Linked DNA regions of Mus musculus: region 1 is linked to region 2. The links are chromatin contacts, called in public HiCAR-type maps. All regions are on one chromosome and are shown on one strand. The core of a region is the stretch at or near the end of the contact, and the rest is flanking DNA. Distances in the headings are between cores, read along the strand shown. Region 1 has its middle 14 kb from the start of Foxd3. Region 2 has its middle 22 kb from the start of I0C0044D17Rik.

Region 1 (3,128 bases), core at 496-2,995, 830 kb before region 2:
TCTTCTTCTTTTGTCTAAATGAACACAATGTGCCTGCCAAATTGCCATTTAAATACTTGTTTGTGCCTACAGATTATTGCTGTTATCAACTTTGGCCAAGGAGATTTCATTTGCTGTGGATGGCTGCTACTGAAGAAACTCAAAACTGGTCAAACTGATGAGTATAAATGACTGTTGAATGCTCAGCCCTAAATGAGACATCTCTTGTCTCAGGCAGCATTGAAGAGAGAATGAAGTGCTGTTGAACACTGTCCTAAGGGCATGACAGGGTCCTGATCTCTTCAACTCTCAACGCCTGTGATTATAAGCAGCAGACTCACACAAGGCTGGTCCCATTAATATTCTGTTTTTTAAGACTGGGTCTCACTATATAGTCCTGGTCAGACTGAAATTTGCTATGTAGACCAGGCTGGCCTCCATCTTAGAAGATCTGTTGGTCTCTATCTTCTAAGTCCTGGACTTAAAGGATTGTATCATCACACCCAGGTACTACTTGTTATTTTTTGTAAAAATCAGGAATAATTGCAAGCATTATGACTGAGGAGAACTATAACTTACTGAAGCAGACGTTTCTTCACTGTACAGATTACATCACTAGTAGGTGGGAGGTCTGAGCCAGGCAAGTCCAGTTGCCATTGTGCTTCTGACTTTCAGAGAACTTGGGAGATCACAAGAAAGCTCTGTGAGAATGGAAAGCTAGCAACAAATGTAGCTCAGTGGCAATGGAGTTCTTAGTATTCCAAGAATTAAAAAGGAAGGGAGGGAGGAAAAAAGGAAGGAAGGAAGGAAGGAAGGAAGGAAGGAAGGAAGGAAGGAAGGAAGGGTGGGAGCAAGGGAGGGAGGCCAAGTTAGCATTTCAAATATTACAGCAGGAGGCTGGGTGCGGTGCCTTTATTCCCAGAATTTGGGAGGCAGAGGCAGGTGGATCTCTGCAAGTTCCAAGAGAACCAGATCCACTTAATGAGACCCTGTCTCAAAAAAGGAAACAAGGCAAAACAAAAGCAGACAAAAGAAAACAAACCAACTCTGGCTCAAAAATCAAAATAAGAGCGGGACATGGTGGCGCATGCCTTTAATCCCAGCACTCGGGAGGCAGAGGCAGGTGGATTTCTGAGTTCGAGGCCAGCCTGGTCTACAGAGTCAGTTCCAGGACAGCCAGGGCTATACAGAGAAACCCTGTCTAGAAAAACCAAGAAAAAAAAAAAGAATCAAAATAAACAAAAGTAAGGCAGCAAAGTACAACATTTCTTTACCTTTCCTATGTATAAAATAGTGCACAGCTCAATAATTGTCCCAGACCATTACTAGGCTGTCTTCCTCTGCTCTCCTGCTCCACATGACAGCATTATATTTAGTGACCAAATGGCCAATATGAGCCAATGCGCCATGGCCATTTGAAGTAAGAGTGGCTGGCCTGAAGAACGTTATTGTGGGTTCCATTTGTGCAGACTGTGACAAGTCAAGGAAGTTCTAAGCTCTTGTTATCATTTTTATTACATCCATTGATTGTGTACATACGCACACCCAGGGGAGCTTGTCAGGGCATATGTATGAAGGTCAGAGGACAACTTGTGGAAGTAGGTCCTGAAGTCAAACTCCTATTATCATTGTTTCTTCCCCTTCCCCCGGACACCCCACCTCTGCTCCCTGGCTCTCTGGATGCCCTGGAACAAGGGGTGTGCACTAAGCAGTCCTCAAACTTGCAGAGCTCCACCTGCTGTACCTGTACTTGAGTGCTGGGATTCAGGTATGTGCCACCACGCCCAACTCCCTTTGTTTGCACAAGACCTACAATGCAGCCCATGACTTCAGTTTCCCTAGGGCACGGGTTACCAGCACGAACAACCAGGCCTGTTAAAGAATCCACATTTTTAAGGAGATTCTTTTGTCTACTTGGGTCTACAACCTTTTGGTCTTTATCAATGACAGAATTGCATTCCTATAGTTCTAGAGGGAGCCAGCCTGTTCCTGAGATAGATTCAGTGTGAGAAATGGCTTCCTTGAACATGGCCATCTGCTCAGAGTGGTTTTAGAAGGTAGAAGAGATTTCTCTGAGATATCCTCTTTCTTCCCTCCCTCCCTCCCTCCCTCCCTCCCTCCCTCCCTCCCTCCCTCCCTCCCTTCCTTCCTTCCTTCCTCTTTCTCCTCCTCCTCCTCATTATTATAATCTTCTTTTTTTGAGACAGGGTTTCTCTGTGTAGCCCTGCTGTCCTGGAACTCTCTCTGTAGACTAGGCTGGCCTCAAACTCAGAAATCTGCCTGCCTCTGCCTCTCAAGAGCTGGGATTAGATGTGCCACCTTGTCTGGCTTGATTAATTAATTTTAAAAATATCATTTAATTTTATATGAATTGAGTATGTTATCCATATGGGTTTATATGCCCCAGAAAGGTGCTTTTGAGTGGTTGTGAGCCACCAATGTGGTTTCTAGGAACTGAACCTGGGTCGGCTGGCTATAAGAAGAGCAAGCACTCCGAATGCTGGGCCTTCCCTCCAGCTGGATTTTAAAACAATTATTACCTACTTTCTTGGATCGTACTGTCTATGATAACTCCATTTTATGTTGCCATTATAGTATATACCTAAGTTGTACAGCAAGGCTGTTTTATCTACATACACAAGGTGAAAGGCTTAGGACAGCCAAGCAGGAAGAGCATTGATCCTCTTCACCTGCACGCAGGAGTCACTGACGTGCAGAAGGTCATGCCTCCTGCCAGTGTCACCTTGTGGGTTAGGATTTCAACACAGGAAAAGTGGGATTGTTTGACATAGGCTTTCACTATGTAACTGGGACTCAAACTCTATGCAGCCCAGATCCTCCTGCCTCAACTTCTTCACTTCCCGAATCTAGGGATTTTGGTGTGAACTTTCATACCTGTCTCTTCAAGGTCTGGTGGAACAAAACCACTGAGCCAATTTCGGGTGGGAAATGAGAAGCTGAATGTAAATGCTTTTCCCACCCACTTCCCTGCAGCCCACGTGTAGTGAGGATTCGGGGCCACTTCACATTGGGATGTTCTTGTCATTTTCTTTTTTCTCTTACTTTTTCACTGAGACTTGGTTTAACTTGATTAACTAAACTGTTTGGCAATGCCTTAACCAGAGTATCATTTGTAGTTCAGGGTCTCA
Region 2 (2,992 bases), core at 242-2,741:
ACTCATCCTGCTTTTTGAAGTTGTTTTTTTATTACTTGTAATTATATGTATATGGAGGAAGGGCAGTGTGTGCACATGAGTGTAGGTGCCCCTGAAGACCCCAAGGAAATGGGGTCTCTGCAGCTGAAGTCCCACGTGTCTGTGAGCTGCCCAATGTGCATGCTTGGGTCCTCAAAAGCAATACACATTCTGACCACTGAGCCATCTCTCTATCCACCCCGCCCCCAAGCCACTCAGTTTTATGCAGTTGTTGGCTAAGTGCTTAACCCTTTGAAGTGGGGATAAGAATGTGTACATCTGTGAGAAACTACTGCTTAACAGACACAGTTTTGATTCAGGTTGTAAAACGTTCAGGAAATGGGTATTTGTGTCAATGAATACCTTCAGGGTATAATTGGTGCCACTGAAGTGGACACTTACAAATGGTTTAGAGAACTTCCCATCACACAGGTTTGTCATTTTTCTGTGTGTGCTTCATACATCCTTACGGAAGAACTAAGCAATAAAACCCACAAGGAGGATTAAAATGAGAACCCCCATAAAAGGGTGGCCTGGGGTGGGTGACTGCGGTCGGAAGACAGTCATTCCATTTTTCAGGAACGCCTTGGGTCCTATAACCAGAATCTTTTGTGGTCTCTTGGCAAGAGACAGACCTCACAGAGAAAAGCCTGACTCGCAGAATTAGCAATGCGGAGGCTCTCAGGGCTTCAGGCAGATGGATATTGCTTATGTTTGCAACTCTCAAACTTGTAAATGGAGCTGGGTTAGACCCAGTTCGCTCCATCTGGTCAGCACTGGTTATCGCACCCAGCCAGCCAGCACTTAGTGAGCAGCTGTGCAGTCATTAGGGGGGGAGGGGGCGTTAAGGAATGTTTTATTTGTACCTTCAGACAAAGGTCAGGTTGTGCATCACGGTCGGCTAGTGGAACTGCTTCTCACCCTCCCCTTCCTGCCCCACCTCACCTCAGTGGCCCTTCATCCTCTCACCACAAGGGCTAGACTTTGCCACCTGAGCCAGACGGACGTGTAGCATGGGTGGGGGAATGGACTGCGTGGTTCCTTTGTGATGTTGGCTTCAATTGTAGCAGCAGTCCCTAGCCCAGCCCAGGCCAACCCAGCCCAGCCCAGCCCTGCCTAGCCTAGGCTAGCCCAGCCTAGCCCAGCCTAGGCTGTTGGTCACAGGTGTGTGGCCTGGGCTAAGAACTTCAACCTGGAGGTTAAAATCAGAATGAGGAAGCAGTTTCATTGCTGGCTAAAGACTTTCTTACTGCACGACGTTGGGCAAATAGAAGGGTTTCTCCTGGGCCTTCTCATAAGATGCAGGAAAAGTGAGCCTTGGTTCATGGGAGGTTATGATGATTAAACAGACTCTGTTGCTCAACTCTAGTCGGGTGATGTGGTGGTTTGAAAGAAAATGGCCTCCATAGGCCCATAGGGAGTGGCAGTATTAGGAAGTGTGGCCTTGTTGGAGTAGGTGTGGCCTTGTTGGAGTAGGTGCGGCCTTCTTGGAGGAAGTGGTCACTGGGGTTGGGCTTTGAGGTCTCCTATGCCCAAGGCACACCCAGTACAGAAGTTCTTTTTTTGACTGCCTATGAATGAAGATGGAGAACTCTCAGCTCCTTCTCCAGCACCATGTCTGCCTGTATGTTTCTCACCATGACAGTAATGAACTAAACCTCTGAAACTGTAAGCCAGCCCCAATTAAATGTTTTCTTTTGTAAGAGTTGCCTTGGTCACAGTGTCTCTTCACAGCAATAGAAACCCTAATTGAGACAGATGTTGGTGACAGTAGTGATCTCATTAAATTCTCCTGACAACCCTAGGTAAGCCATATTGGCTTTGCGGGTTGCGGTTTTGGAGTCCTTACTCCAGACAGCCTCCCTGAGCCATGTGGGCAGGAGGAAGGTGGATGCAGCTCTCCAATCTGATGGCACCACACTCAGTGCTGCTGGAAACTGCCTTGCCCCTGTGCCCAGGCCATGTGACTCCTCTTCCTTCCCCCACTGTCTGGATGGTTCTTTCTCTTCAACTGCTCCAAAGATAGGATCCCAAGAAGCAGAACCCAAGCCCTAATCCCTCGGCTGGAGGCGAGGCCTGCTCTTGGACCATAAAGGCTTGAGAGTCTTTGACTCATTGCTAGGCCCTATCAATTGCTGTGCCAAAACAAATGATTTACTTAAACCATCCTGGGTGGTGAATGACTGGTACAAAGGCAGAAATATCTAAAAGGGAAAAGAACAGATGTATCGCCATCCAGTCTGCCATTTTGACTCATTCCAGAGCAGTCAAGACTGGTTTCAAATGAGAGGGGCTCTTTCTCTAGCTCCAAGCACCTTGGAAAGACTGTCCCCTGACCGAGTGTCCTGGCTATGACATTATAAACACACTGCCCCCTCCTTCCTCTATTTCTGCCTCCATCCCTCTTTCCTCTTAAGCCCTTTCTCCCTGAGGAATGTCTTTGTGGCTGATCTGTTACTGAGCACTTTCAGCTGTCCCAGACCTTTTCTTCCTGCCTTTGACTATTTCAGATGCATTCCTGGCTATTCTGGCATCTTGTTTCCTAGCTGCTGGTTTCTGGTTACTTGGTGTGGGCGACGACCCTCTCATCTGAAGGCTGATTGTCCACCTTCATGGCTTCCTTAATCGCCTACACCCTGAAGATTCCCACCCCACTCTTCTGGGCTCCAGGCCCCTGGGCCTCTTCCTACCATCCTGTGAGAATGCTCAGAACTCAATCCTCCCCCACCCCGCCCTCCCAAAAATGCCCTTCATTTGCCTTGCTGATGATGTCAACAGCCATTTAATCATCCAGACTTGGAACTTCAGATGAACACCAAAGACCTCCTTCTTTTCCCCATCCACTGCCCTATGCAGGAGGGAGGCTAGATGAGAACATGGGGTGATGTGCCACTCGGGCCTGGCAATACCAAATAAAACGGTTTCTAAGATTCCCCACCTGTTCTCTGCCCCCAATCTTTCTGCCCTGGTCAGG

Evidence for each region. HiCAR-type assays count read pairs that join an accessible place to other places.
Region 1: a HiCAR-type map of embryonic stem cells shows a contact between it and region 2, with 5 times the contacts expected there. The contact joins two enhancer-like sites. A contact is called at or near these places in 2 of 484 Hi-C or Micro-C datasets (both in embryonic stem cells) and 1 of 115 datasets of contacts at active chromatin or transcription factors (embryonic stem cells).

What each region holds. Positions count from the first base shown.
Region 1 is chr4:99,669,033-99,672,160 of GRCm38.p6, reverse strand. No RefSeq gene overlaps it. Among named protein-coding and RNA genes, the nearest start is that of Foxd3, 14 kb to the right of the region's middle. Within about 2 kb of position 1,745, at least 8 of the 459 cell types and tissues checked have an H3K27ac peak or open chromatin away from gene starts, as enhancers often do. A contact at or near this core is called in embryonic stem cells, where this site is marked.
Region 2 is chr4:98,843,855-98,846,846 of GRCm38.p6, reverse strand. No RefSeq gene overlaps it. Among named protein-coding and RNA genes, the nearest start is that of I0C0044D17Rik, 22 kb to the right of the region's middle. Within about 2 kb of position 1,491, at least 25 of the 459 cell types and tissues checked have an H3K27ac peak or open chromatin away from gene starts, as enhancers often do. A contact at or near this core is called in embryonic stem cells, where this site is marked.